Regions from separate parts of the Mus musculus genome. Here regions 2 and 3 are each linked to region 1. A link is a contact called in public Hi-C and HiChIP or PLAC-seq data. All regions are on one chromosome and are shown on one strand. The core of a region is the stretch at or near the end of the contact, and the rest is flanking DNA. Distances in the headings are between cores, read along the strand shown.

What was found. Hi-C and Micro-C count contacts between places; a contact is called where the count stands out from the background. HiChIP or PLAC-seq counts read pairs in DNA pulled down with a chosen protein or histone mark.
Region 2: an H3K4me3 HiChIP or PLAC-seq map of craniofacial prominence shows a contact between it and region 1, with 5 times the contacts expected there. The contact joins the promoter of Icos here to the promoter of Raph1 in region 1. A contact is called at or near these places in 1 of 39 promoter capture datasets (neural stem cells), 3 of 115 datasets of contacts at active chromatin or transcription factors (bone marrow-derived macrophages, craniofacial prominence and embryonic stem cells) and 1 of 9 other capture datasets (macrophages).
Region 3: a Hi-C map of muscle stem cells shows a contact between it and region 1, with 2.0 times the contacts expected there. The contact joins the enhancer-like site here to the promoter of Raph1 in region 1. A contact is called at or near these places in 5 of 39 promoter capture datasets (the 3T3-L1 cell line, HPC-7-derived erythroid cells, cranial neural crest and 2 more), 1 of 484 Hi-C or Micro-C datasets (muscle stem cells) and 1 of 9 other capture datasets (liver).

Annotation. Positions count from the first base shown.
Region 1 is chr1:60,564,285-60,569,119 of GRCm38.p6, forward strand. Raph1 (Ras association (RalGDS/AF-6) and pleckstrin homology domains 1) reads right to left here and starts at 2,481. Exons shown (of 14, transcript NM_001045513.3): 1 at 2,281-2,481.
Region 2 is chr1:60,975,819-60,980,653 of GRCm38.p6, forward strand. It overlaps Icos (inducible T cell co-stimulator), which reads left to right and starts at 2,096. Exons shown (of 5, transcript NM_017480.2): 1 at 2,096-2,198. The coding sequence starts at 2,141.
Region 3 is chr1:60,156,443-60,161,277 of GRCm38.p6, forward strand. No RefSeq gene overlaps it. Among named protein-coding and RNA genes, the nearest start is that of Nbeal1, 22 kb to the right of the region's middle. Within about 2 kb of position 2,474, at least 52 of the 459 cell types and tissues checked have an H3K27ac peak or open chromatin away from gene starts, as enhancers often do. A contact at or near this core is called in muscle stem cells, where this site is marked.

The DNA.
Region 1 (4,835 bases), core at 1,231-3,730:
GAGCCAAAACTCAACAAAAAACAAAAAAATAACACAATTATCCTCAAAGATAACAGTTAAAAAGATCTAGCCAGAAAACAAAGTGTTAAAAATTGTGAAGTCATTATCCAAAGATGCTTACCTCTCCACTACTGTCAGCCAGACACTAAATTAATAATCTCAGTGAGAGAGACCTGAGTCAAGAGTCTGTGTGGAATACTAAATAGAGCTAATATTCATCACAAAGAAACAGCTACACATTGCTCTTTACTAAAATCAAACACAAGTGAGCAGCAATCCCATACCACAAAATGTCTGGTGAAAAACCAATCACTTACAAACCTTTGTAGACATTTTGTACTTACTTCAACTGAGCTATCTGTAACTGGTGTCTGGAACAAACTCAACAAAGGGTTTTAAAAAGTGTCCTTATTTTGCCACCTCTCTAGGATTCTACTTAGAGAATTCTCTCTAGGATTTTACTTAGAGAATTTGGATTTTACTTTTATTTTTTATGTGGTTTGATTTGTATTTTATTTTTTACGTGGTTTGATGGTTTTTCAGATGGGCTCTCATTGTGTAATCCAGGCTGACCTGGACTTCACGTCAATCTTCCTGCCTCAGCCTCCCCAGTGCAGACTACAGGAAAGATCCACCCACCATGTCCGGCTCATGCGAAGGGATAATTACCACCTAACATGTGAAATGTCTTCTTCTCCCAGTCTATACTGTTAAAATCTTGCCCGTCCTGTTGAAATTCAAATATATGATGCACATGTATGAAAAGATCATGATGAGACCCAGTATTATGTATAATTAATACATAACAATAAAACGTTGTTTTAAAAATGAAGTATTATTCAACCTTTTAAAAGGCTCCACTTTATACTGGCAGCTTACAGATCCCCCCCCCCCCCCCCCACTGACCTCTCAATGTAGAATCAACCTTTTCTTTGCTGTCTTATGCTACACATGCCTCAACAACTCACTGTTGCCAACATTCACTTCTGACCCTCCCTCTCAGGAGACACTCCGCCCTCAGCAGGAGGAAAAGGAATTTAACACGTACTGAGCATCTCAGAGACAAGCAAGGGGCTACCAATTTTGCATACATTTTCTTATTCAATCTTCTTGACAACAGGCTAGAAAGGAAAACAGGTGGAGTACTGCTGCTTACCGGCAGGGAACTACTGCATAGTTATCGGCTTGCTTGTCCACTATCACGTTGCTAGCCTATTCTAGCGCATGGAATGTGACTTTACTCTGTTCTAACGCACTGTTTCCACCACTCAAGTGTTGTAGAAGTGTCTCCCACTATACCTGAGGAGGTTTCTGTGACTGTGTGCTCACTTCAATATTCTTACGAACACAATACCACCGTTTAATAATCGAATGATGCCTCAGCCCTAGCCCGCTACCTTTACAGTTCCTTTAGGGAGGACTTTACCTACTTGGGCGGCTCTCCACTTCTCCATGAGAAATGCTGCAGGCAGCGTCCACCCAAACTGTTCTTCCCATAAAATGTATGAAATGCAACACACAGGAAACATGCAACTCATACCATTTCCCAAAGCTCCTATTTCACTCTGATACATAAGGATCAAGTAGTTTCCAGTTCACACAGGGGGGCCAGCCTAAGACAACCCCTGAATAGGAAAAGGGTATCTTTCAGGTGTCTTAAAACGAAGGCAACCTAACCAACACTATTAGGCAGCCTTCCCTCTTTCTGCCGTCCTCCACTGAATTGCAGTTTGGATTTCCGGCGGGAATGTACGCGGAAAGATGAGATGGAGCTAAAAAGCACTAGAGCAATTACTTTGCCGGCTTAATTAGAAGACACAGAAGGCGCCCCGCCTTTCTAAATCTCTGCAGTGAACTCATCTATGAAAGCAGGCAGGGCATGGAAGCTAGAACAATCCCGCACCCAGCCATCGGTTTCTGCGGCTACCGGGAGCCAGTCCCTTTCCACCCGCGGTCCCCGGCCACCGGCGCCCTAGTGCGGAGTATCAGCCCTGCCGCACCTCCCCAGGCGGCCCCAGGTCTCATTGTCTGCACGGTGCAGCCCCGAGGGGCGCGGGGTGCAACCCAGGCCCCGCCGACCCCCTACCCACCGCAGGCCGCCTGGCGGGGCTCAGCCCAACGCTGAGAGCCTGACCGGCAAGGACCGCGCCCCGGGCTGCAGCCGTCCGCACTCGCTCGGAGGGCCACGCCGGGCGCCGGGCAAATGGAGACGGCAGCGCCTCCCGGGCACCCAGACCTCTCCTTTCCCGGACCTCGAGGGCCAGGTGGCGGAGCACTCACCGTGGCAGCCCCTCGGCCCTCCCGGAGCCCTGCGCTAGGCAGCAGCTGCTCGCGCCTCCAGTCGCCGCCGCCGCCGCCTCTCCAGGGGCGACGCTCCTCTCCCGAACGCTGAGAGCGCCCGCAGCTCCCGCGGCGCGCGCTCGGCGACTGACTGACCGACCCACAGAGCGGGCGTCGGCGGGGACTGGGCGGGGCGGCCGCAGAGCCCCGCGGCGCGGATCACAGAGCCCGCGCGTCCTGCCCCGGCACACTGGGCGGGGCTGAGGGCCGCGCGGCCCAAGGGCGGACCGACTTGCGCCTGACCGCGCGCTCCCCGCCGCGGCCACCGCTCACTTCCGGCGCAGGCGGCCGCGCGCCTCTCCTGCTCCCCGGCACGCGCGCACGCGCGCGCCCCTCCCGGCCTGGACAGCCGCACCCCCCACCCCCACCCAACCGGCCGCCCCTCAGGCGCCGGGCCGCACCCAGCCGCGGCCGTCCTCCGCGCCCTGCCTTTCCAGCGCGCGTCCGTGTGAGTCGCCTCCAGGAACCAATGAATCAGAGAATGAATGAGCGGAGAGGAAAATCCCGCCGCGGTCCCGCCCGCCGTGGCCCTTCCCGTGAAGCCTGCCCAATCACTCGGGTCCCAGGGTCTTGGGAGACTGAGGGCGGACGAGCAGACCTGTCCGGGCTGGGAGCCTTTGCCTGCCGCATGTGTCGTCTCCAGAACCAACCCTGGGCTTCCTCAGGCACTCGCCTACTATTGTTGAAATCTGGGAGCACTGCCCTAGGAAATCCCATTTTAGCTTAAACTCTGCAGTTTCGTGCAGTGTAAGGAAAGCTTTCAGGGATCAGACATTATTCCATTCATCTTTACCTTTTTCACGTCAGAGCCTGTTCATCTGTGTCCCTGGTTTCTGTTCTCCCTTATTGAATTTGTTCTCAGCAAGGGTGTTGGCGAACTTTCCTGAGCCCTGAGCTGTATTCCCTGAGTACTACACTTAAAATACTGGGTTTGATTCCAAGCTCCAAATTACTCAAATGCTGCTTATCTTAATGCAGTTTTGACTTAGGCAGACTTAGATTTCTTTCGATTTACGTCCTTATTATGACCTTCATGTAAAGTTGATCAAAGGAAAGGAAAAGTAGTATTAAATTACCTTTGCTTGGCTATGTACTTTGTTAGCATTGAAGAAATTGAGCTATGGTCTGGAATTGGCTGCATTGAACGTCCAGCATTCTTTTTTTTCTATGTCTTCTTGTCTGTTCTTTAACTGTTTCTGTATCTTGAATTTTCACCAAAAAAATAAAAGGAAAAAAAAAAAACCCATAAATAACCTATTTCCGAAATTCTGGCGATCTTTCTAAGAATGAGTATTCACTCCTCTAGTGTAGGATCAAATCCCAGTTTGACTAATTGCATTCTACTTCCTGATATTCTTGAAGAGTTCCAAGTAGTTTCAGTCTTTTAGTAGTCTTTTCCAAACTGCTGCACAATCTGTTTCAAACTGGTATTTAGAACTGTCCAATACAATTATTGTCTGTTTCACACTTGAGATACTTGTACTTAGGAAATAAGTGCATTTTTTGTATTTTAAATTTAGTAGGTCTTCAATAATCTCGTGTAAAATAACATCATCTCATAAACTAAAAATGGTGGAAGTGTCCAGTACCTGTGACCTCTCTTCCCTGTTGAACTCAGTCATCATTTGTTACCTGTAATTATTTCAGCACACTATATTCTCTTAATGAATATCATATCATATTCAGTTCATACCCCATGCAGTATCTACTGTAGACCTTTGTATAAATAACAAATGCTTTGAATTTTTTAATCAGCAATGCATACAAATGTTATCTGGAGCCTCTTCATTCCCTTGTGACTAAGTTTATTGAGATTAAGCATACCTAGGTGCCCAAACCTAGTAAATAACCTATTGTTGTCAAATGTTATTACTAGACTGAACACATTACAAGGAAGAGTCTCACTTTTACAGAAACTTCCTTACAAAATAGGCTCCTGAGTGCTCTTTAGATAGCTCTCAGCCAGCTCTTCCCAACAAGTGCTTAGGTTGGTTAAGATGAATCTTAGAAAACAGTCACTTTCTACCATTGAGAAAAATAAGCAGGTTCTCATTAAACCATGAAATAATCTATTCACTTAATTAGAGTCTATTGGGCTCCAACTAAGGGGTAATAATGTAAAAACAAGAAAGACTTGATGCCTCCAGCCCCCAGAAATCACAGACTGCTAGATAAAGGAGATAGGCAAGCCAGTATTAGAAAATTAGTCTATTCCCAGATCAGGAAAGCCTACCCAGTGAAGATAAACTACACGTTTGATGACTGACAGGCAGGAGCTCGCCAGATAAGGAGGGAACAGGCACTCTAGAGAAAGGCAGCAATGTCTGTGCAGGTGTGTGAGCATTAGTAGTATTACCATGCCCTCGAGGCTACTCCCAAGTAAATACAGCTCTTCTGGACAGATGCAGAGAAGGTTCAGATAGGTGGGGAATGGTAGAAAGGACTGTATTAATCAAGAGCTCATGTGCTACACTAAGGAGTTTGCACTTTATAAT
Region 2 (4,835 bases), core at 846-3,345, 410 kb after region 1:
TATTTCAGGTTCTCATCATCTGCATGTGACCTCCAACCTTCCTCATGAAATGTTTCTGAGCTCTAGAATTGGGGCCCCTTGGTGTTCACGAGAGCACTATACTCGTGACGTAGGAGCTAGCTCTCTGTACATAGTAAGGGGAAGGGACCCACACTAAAAAGTGTAAGTCACTTACACATGCCTCATTGAGGACAGGCTAGAACTGAGGCAGTCACAGGAGACCTCAGCTACATCTTAGTGGCAGGCCTTGGCATGAATGACTCTTTCTGGTTAGTTAAGAGTGGGCACTTGAGAACTAGACTCTTCAAATGCCAGCACAGCCACTTCCTATAGGGCTTGGGCGAGGCCAGGCCTTTTACTTTTCTTTGCCTCATTTTTCCCTATTTCTGAGATGAGGAAAATAGTGGCCCACGATTCATAAAGTAAATAACAATATGCATAGAATAATATGAATATGTATGCACACAAAAAGTCCATTAAAACAATTTAAGCATACTATTAACTATATTCATAGTATTTGGTATTCTCTATACAAAGTAAGCCATTTGTTATTCTACATTGAAGTGTGTGTGTGTGTGTGTGTGTGTGTGTGGTATGGTGTGTAGTATCCATGTGTTGTGTGTAGTCTATGAGCAGTCATTGAGAGGCCAGAAGAGGACACTGGGCACCTTCCTCTATCATTCTTCCTGCTGTTCCTTGAGACAGGGTCTCTCATGGAACCTGACACTCACCATTTTGCTTAGGCTGACTGACAAGTGAGCTCTGAGGATCCTCCTGTCTGCCCTCCTGTGGTGTTCTGTGGTTACAGGCATGCACAACCACACCCAGGTTTTGCAAGGTTGTTAAGGATTTGAACTCAGGTCCTTATGTTTGACAGCAAGTGCTTTTACCCACTGAGCCATTTCTCATCCTCTTTACCTTTAAATTATATATATCATATATATATATATATATATATATATATATATATATATATATATAATATATATACCACATATATATTATATTATATTATATTATATTATATTATATATAATATTATATATAATTAATTAAGATATATTTCATATAAAATTTAGGTGGCTGTAAATAAATTATTTGCATTATTGCCATTGCTACTGTCTTTTTTCTCTTTCTGCAGAGACAGAGATTTTTATCAGGCATCTTAGCTTTCTTGCTTCATTTGCACCATACATGCAGACAGACTCTCGAGTTTCTACAGATGACTGTAACTTAGAGAAAAGGGGTTAAGTCACTTTAAACCTGACCCTATCATTTATAAAATCATAATCTACAATGAACACCATATAAATATTATTTCTCATATTCCAGGAATATTCCTCTTTCAGATGTTTTAAAATGTCATTTTCTTAAAAACTTTCATTTATTTTCTGTCCTATTTCAAAGGCCTTACATCTCTGGAGTAAATAGCCCTGACAAATGTGTCAAAATATGCCTTATTCATAATTTGTGTTGGATCCTGCAGTCCCCAGTAGCTATTGATATAGAGATCTGAATGAATTGCTTCTGAAAATGATGGGCTTTGTGTTTCTAACCAGAAAGAGGGTCACATTTTCTTCCTGCCTTCATGATCAACAAAAATCTGTGAATTAAGCATCCACCCTACAAACGGTAATGCTTTCCACCCAGCAGTGATATGAATGGTCCATGAAGTCCCTAGAAGCACAAATGACACATAAATAGCTTTGAAAATGAAATCCATCCATCCATCCATCCATCCATCCATACATACATACATACATACATACATGCATCCATTCATCCTTCCATTCTCACATCCATCCATTCACTCATTCATACATGCATGCATCCATCTATCCATTCATCCATTCATCCATCCATCCATCCATCCATCCATTTATTCACACATCCATGTATTCATTCACACATTCATCCATCTAGTCATTCATTTACGCATCTATCCATTCATACATCACCGGGTACTTGCCATGCAGGAGGCGCTGTGATAGCTCTCCAAGTAGAAGTGGATGATAAATGTGACACCACATCAACCTCCACAAACCCACTTCCTCTCCAGAAAACTGAAAACAACTGAGATCACGACTTCACTGACACTTTTGAGCACTGGAGGAGAAGACTGCAACTGCTCCTGGCAGACATGAAGCCGTACTTCTGCCGTGTCTTTGTCTTCTGCTTCCTAATCAGACTTTTAACAGGTGAGTGGCCATCCATAGCTCTTATTGAGTTCTACTTCAAGAGAACATTAAGAAAAATCTGAAGTAGAAAAATTAAGTAAAAATGGAAAATGATTTTATTTTATTTTATTTTATTTTATTTTATTTTGTTTTTAACAAGCACAGACAGTTTCAGAGGCACTGAAGCTCACGGCTCAGGGCGTCATGCCCGGTCAGCGTGGATGTCAGTGCTTCTTTTGATACTGTGTTTTAACATGAAAAAGTACATTTCAACAGACCATTAAAATTTTAAATTACTTGTTCAAAGTTACCTGACAGTGTATAAAGTAGGAGAGTAGCTCACTCTTTTTAGAGAAAGATGAAAGGCAAGATTATTTGTGTCAAAAGAATAGAAATTGAATAGCCCTGGAAATCCTTCTATAGTAGAGAAAAAAGTGGATGACTTCCAAAAGGAAAATTTTGACTTTACTCTTACCTGGTTGGTCCTAAGTCTTAAATGTACAGTCTGCCATAGGGTTGGTGGTTTTTGTTTTGTTTTGTTGCTTTTTATTTTTGATTGTTTTGTTTTTCAAGACAGAGCCATACCAATCCTGGCTTATCTTATAAGGCTTTTAGACACTAGATATGAAGATCACCCCAAATGTAAAAAGGGGGAGAAAATGACTGACAGCATTCACTAGTCCCTCTAGACCTTAAACATTCTGGAATCTTTGACTCTTTTTCGTGGGTGACATTTATCAGACTCTACATGAGAAGTTTAAAGAGGGTCATGTGCAGTGTAAGTAATTACATACAGTCTTTTGCTGCTTCTTATTATATGCACTTACATACTGTTCTTGAAATTGGGATAAGTGAAGTGAAACATTAAGTGGTGGGAAATGCCTTTAATAGGAGAAGCAAAAGCAGAATGCTCAGTGGTATAAGTCCATCTGGAAATGCATTTTTTTCAGTGGTAGAAAGAAGGAGACATTACTTTTCTCTCCAAAAAGAAGTCAAACCTAAAATTGGATTTATTAAACATTTAGTATTGTGCTGTTTCAAAGGCACTCAAATGTTCTTAAGAAGGATGAAGAGCGAAGACCTTGTTGTATTTACCTGGAAGAAGTACTAAGAACAGCTCTGGGCCAGATGTGTTTTCTACTCTGCACGCTAGTTTTACAACCCCCCTGAAAAGCTTAGCAGCATACGTGAAACAAGAAAAACCATGGCAGGGAGATCCACTCATTTACTCATCCACTCATCCGTTCATTCACGCATCACTGGACACTTGCCATGCAGGAGATGCTGGGCTGGCTATTGTATAAACAGTGGTGAGCAAGACCAGGCAGGCCCACTCTGCTGAGACTAGCTGAGTACTAGTGAAAGAGACATGAATCAAACAATCGTATGAATTGATGGCAAGAGAGGGCACCAAGGATCCAGGTCAGACAGGGAGGTGTGTGTGTGTGTAGCTAGAGCCATACAGACTGTTCTGTGGAAATGACGCTTGAGTTGAAATTGGAAGGACAGATAGGAATCAGTGGGAAGAGCAGTGTCAAGAGAGGAAAGACAATTCAATGGAAAGTCAATCCAAAGGATCTGTAGTTTTCAAGGAAGGTCAGAGGGCTGATGTGGCTGAGCACAGGGAGGAAGGGAAGCTGGGCATGATGCCAGATGAGGCTAAGAAAGAAGTCAGTGGTCAGACTTCTCAGCCCACAGGGCCATGCTAAAGAGTTTGGAATTTCTTCCAAGAACATTTGTACAAGTTATTGCATGGTTGGTTTGGGATGCATCAAAAGTTTTCTGTATCCCAAACCCATTCGGGTAGTTGTGGTGGTGGTGCTGTACTCAAAAGACTTGTATCAACAGTGGTGTCATTTCTGTAGAGGGATGGATTCAGCTGTAGGATTCTCATGAGTTGCCAAGCTAAGCTGATCAATAAGATCTTCTGGAATAGTCACCTGAGATCCTTAGTGAGTAAAAACCAATGTTCGTTAGTCTTATGACACAAAAAAAACTGTGTTATGTAGAATGCCATTTTCCAATGACAGGTAAACAGGGGTAATAAACATGCCAATGATCATCATATTAAACGTTGCCCTAGGTCACACACACCCAGGAACTCCTAATTTCATAGCTATAAACAGAACCAAACTGCAGGAAACTAAACACTCATGGGTAGTTATAACACTTTTAGTGTTTCTAACTCTTGGCTCTGTCTTGACAAAATGATACAGGGATTCTTGCCCTCAGGCAGTACTGATAAAGACTCATAAACCAGGGAAGGCTAAGTGATTTGTCACACAACACTTAGTGGCAGAACCATTGGTAGAAGCCCAATGTGCCCAGCTCCATTGAAGATTTGTGAACAACACAAATTAAGAAGATTGAGAATTAAGAAGGTTGAGAGTCTTGAACATTCCCAGTCTTCAATGGATCTCAGTGTAAAAGTCTACAAAATATTTTTGTTTTAATGATTCTGGAATGGCAGAAGGCTCTTTCTTACAGAAGGATCCGCAGAAAGAAGCTATAAGAGAAGAGCCCCTACTTGGGCAATGGGGGTGGTGTGGGTGACCTGCTGAATTCTGGCTTTAGGAAGACTACTTTGAAGGCAGTGTAGAGTGAAGCCAGTGGCAATGACTGACAGCTGGTGATATCCAGCAAATGCTTGTCTCAGAA
Region 3 (4,835 bases), core at 1,224-3,723, 410 kb before region 1:
TAGAGTTTATCTGTTCCATTTGAAGTTTCTCCAAGGTATATACAAAGTAGTTGTTGGGATTCTATAAATCCTATGTATAAGCAGAGGTGCAGAGAAAATGTTAACCCACCAGGAGAGAATAAGACCTCTATCACAATTTTTGAGCCAAATTTGAAGCGAGCTTTATTAAATACTGGCTAGGGCACTGGACACTGGCCAGGTCCTTACCTGGGATCCCCAGAAAGTAGCCACGAATTATGTAGTCCCATGCTTATAAAGGTAAAAGCCATAAGCCACCTCCTTCCCACGTTCATCCACTCAGGGGCAAGCATCCACCCTGACTGACTTCTTGCCTCTGTGCCTCCCGAATATTAAAGATCAAGCACATCCTGTGCCCTTGGGGCAACCAACCCTGGTTACAGACGTGAGAGCATCTGGCTTGCTATCTTACATGAACAACAGCCCCCAGCATTGTAGGACGTTAACTGCTCTTGAGAAGGTGAGGTTTACGGGTTTATCTGTGCTTGGGCAAGTGGGGCTTACAAGTTAGAGGCATCTTTGGTTTTTGGTTTTTGGTTTTTGGTTTTGGTTTTCGAGGCAGGGTTTCTCTGTGTAGCCTTGGCTGTCCTGGAACTCACTCTGTAGACCAGGCTGGCCTCAAACTCAGAAATCTGCCTGCCTCTGCCTCCCAAGTCCTGGGATTAAAAGCATTTGCCACCACTGCCCAGCATTTTATGGATCTCTTAAACACAGTAATTACAATTTAAAACATAACCTTAGCCCCAAATGAAACTACTGAACCAGACTGTTCCATAGCAGATAGAATAATTTGTTGGGACCAAACTGCCAAGGCCATTTCCGGTGGGTGGAGAGTTGGGGGCTGGGCAGAAAGAGCAGAATAGTGGCAAAGCAAGTAGATTTTATGACAGTTAGCAGGGTGGGGCTCTGACTGGATTTGGGCTGTCCAGATTGACTTGGGAACTAGTGCTCTTGCCTAAGGTAGTTGACCCTTATGAGCTGGTTAAGGAAGGTTCCTGGAGGATTAGGGAAACTTTCTATTGAACAGAAAGCACTTTAAGAGATCTGCTTTAAACCTTTGGCTTGTCACCAGCACTGCCCTCCTGGACCTGACACTTAGGTTTCCCATTCCACTCTGCAAACATATCATACCAGTTTACACGCTCATTACCTTGCATGTGACAAATCCGATCTTGTTTTCTAAACAGTACTAGCAGACTTTGTTTTATAAAAGTAGTAAGTACATAATGGTTTCCATGTATGAGTTTTCCAAGAAGACATTAAAAAAGAAAGAAAGAAAGAAAGAAAGAAAGAAAGAAAGAAAGAAAGAAAGAAAGAAAGAAAGGGAAAGGAAAGGAAAGGAAAGGAAAGGAAAGGAAAGGAAAGGAAAGGAAAGGAAAGGAAAGGAAAGGAAAGGAAAGAAAAGAAAAGAAAAGAAAAGAAAAGAAAAGAAAAGACAAGACAAGACAAGACAAGACAAGACAAGACAAGACTCTTGCCACTTGATTGGGGTGGTGGTGCTAACATACAAAACAATCCAAACAAGTCCAACTTATCAAGTCAGTTTGTTCCTTTCAGAGAGTGGCAGCTTCACTTGCTGAAGCTTCTGAGGTTGCCCTCCCTTTTCACTTACCAAGCTCTAAGGTTACTCAGCAGTGTATCAGTAAAGCTTCTCTAAAGGAACAAACAATTGAATGTGCATGTACACACACATCCACACACACACATTTATTAGAATGGTTCAAATAACCCCACGATGGCTATCTCAAGGCAAGATTCCAGTAGTAGTGATGGGTCAGCAGTCCCAATCTCATGCTAGAGACGCAGAGAAGTCCTAGAAAGCTGTTAGTCTTCAGTGTGCACTGGAATCCTGAAGAAGTGCATTCTAACATCTACTATCAGTAGAGGAATTCATAAGCTACAAAATAGATGAACTTTCCTTAAAGAGAAGGCAAGTAGGCAAAATGCAGAAGCTTTCTTTCATGTCATTTCACGTGGGCAGCCACTAGAAGGTGTGGTCCAGATTTAGGGCGAGTCTTCCCACCCCAAATGATCCAGAGTTAGGGCAGATCTTTCATCCTTAAATGATACAGTCAAAAAAATCCCTCTGAGGTCTGCTCAGCTGCTTGGGGTTTGTTTTGGTTTTGGTTTTGGTTTTTTTAATTGGTTCCAGATGTAATAAAGTTGACAACCAAGAGTAACCATCCCAGCACCCAGCAGAGGGCAGAAGCAAACCAGGCCTGAAATAGAATTGCATGTTGGGGATCACGCCATCTTCAACTTAGCAGGAAAAGAATTATTATAGTGCAACCCAATACCCTTTTCTCCCCATCCCCCCACCAGTATCTTTCTTTTCTCACCCATTCCCTCTACTTTCATGTCATGAATGATTTTATGTGCCTATATAGAATCAACAGTATCAAGAGAAAGTGGGCAATATATGTCTTCCTGGAATCTTGAGGGTTTCAGTGAAACACTGTCAGACCACAGGAAGGATGGACGGTTTCCTACTGCTGTGGTTTGAATTAGCTTCATTGTACAGAATCACAGGCTGCTGCTGGCTAACTTTATTTACCTAGAATTTGGAGGGCAACTTTTGGGGGATGTTTTTGTGTATTGTGTATCCAGATGCTGATTTCTGCACCCAAAGATCTGGTTGCAGTCATTATTATGAAGCATATCCTCACTCGGTGTTTTGTAAACCATGGTTCTCCATAACCTTCTGATTGGTTAAAGAAATAGCTGAACAGCCGATAGCTGGGCAGGAGAGGAAAAGACTTCTGGCCCAGGGAAAGTGAGAGAGGGTCTCGGGAAGGGGAACAGGGAAGTCGACATAGGGTAGGGACATAGATGAAGAAGGATGACCCAGGGCAAGACTAAGATGACAGGTAATGGGCCATGTGGCTGGGAAGGTAGGCCAGGTCAGCATAGTCTGGTTAGAATATATGAGTATCTACCTAAAGCTTTTAATAAATGTAAAGATCTCCTTGTCATTATTCAGTAGGCATAGAAAAGCCCATAGTTTTACACAACTATCCATGAACAGTTTTTATTATTATTTGCTAGAGACTGAACCCAGGGCCTTGTTTGTGCTCAACACACACTTTTACCACTGGGGTATATCCTTTGCCCCTCTTAATCTTTGTTTTTGTTTCTTTGGTTTTGGTTTTTCAACAGAGGGTTTCACTGTGTAGTCCTGGCTGTCCTGGAACTCACTCTGTAGACCAGCCTGTCCTCTCAAATTCAGACATCTGTTATCCTTTGCCTCCCTAAGTGCTGGGATTCAAGGCCTGCACCACTGCCACCAAGCCTTGTTTCATTATTTTGGGACAAGGTCATACTATCTATATAGACTTCACTGGCCTGGAGCTCAGTATGACCAGACTACCTTTGAACTCACAGAGATCTGCCTGACTCTCCTGCCTTAGTGCTGGAATTAAATGCAAAAAAACCCTCTTAATCTTAATGTAACTCAAATGACTAGTAACTTTTCCTTCTGTGGTTAGTTTGGAAAATAACTCCCATTTGCCTGTGCCAGAGAAGTAAAACATTGGCATATAATCCAGCAATTCCATTCTTTGTTGTAAGGCAAATGGACTCACATGGATGCCTGCATGGCATCTCTAATCACAGCATTATTCACAATAGCTAAGGAGGGGACATAGCCCAAGTATTCATCAACTGATGAATGGATAAACACGATATGGCATGTACTTAACATGGAATATTTTACACAGACAGAAGAAGGAATTATGGGGCTGGCAAGATGGCTCACCGGGTAAAGTCCTGAGTTCAAATCCCAGCAACCACATGTTGGCTCACAACCACCTGTAATGGGATCTGATGCCCTCTTCTGGTGCATCTGAAGATAGCTACAATGTACTTAATTATAACAATAAATAAATCTTTGGGCCAGAGTGAGCAGGGTTGACCAGAGGGAGTGGGGTTGACTGGAGTGAACGGAGGTCCTAAATTCAATTCCCAACAACCATATGAAGGCTCACAGCTACAGTGTACTCATACATAAAAAATAAATCTTTTTTTTTAAGGAGAGGGAATTACTAAGACATACAATAACATGAATGAACCTTGAAAATTACGCTGAATGAGCTAGGTACAAAATGGCAAATATTATTCCACAAAATGTGTAGCATAAGAAACTTCATAGAGTCAGGCAGTAGTGGCACATGCCTTTAATCCCAGCGCTTGGGAGGCAGTGACTGGCAGATCTCTGTGAGTTCAAGGCCAGCCTGGTCTACAGAGTGAGTCCAGGCTAGCCAAGCCTACACAGAGAAACCCTGCCTTGAAAACAAACAAAACAAATCAAACAAGAAAAAGAAAAACAAAACTTTAAAGAAATGGGCAGTAGGCAGGGCAGGGCTTGGGGAGAGAAAAATGAATTATTACTCAAGTGGTTATCAAGTGTAATGATTTGAATGAGAATAGCCTCCATAGGCTCACATGTTTGTATATTTGGTTCCCAGTTGATGGACTATTTAGGAAGGATTAAGAGGTGTGGCCTTGGGGGCTGGTGAGATGGCTCAGTGGGTAAGAGCACCCGACTGCTCTCCCGAAGGTCAGGAGTTCAAATCCCAGCAACCACATGGTGGCTCATAACCATCTGTAACAAGATCTGACGCCCTCTTCTGGAGTGTCTGAAGACAGCTACAGTGTACTTACATATAATAAGTAAATAAATCTTTAAAAAAAAAAAAAAAAAAAAGAGGTGTGGCCTTATTGAAAAAGGTGTGTCAGTTGGAGTGGGCTTTGAGGTTTCAAAAGCCCCCACCATAGCTCCCCCAACCCCACCCCTGCCTCTGCTGCTAGGATGTAAACTC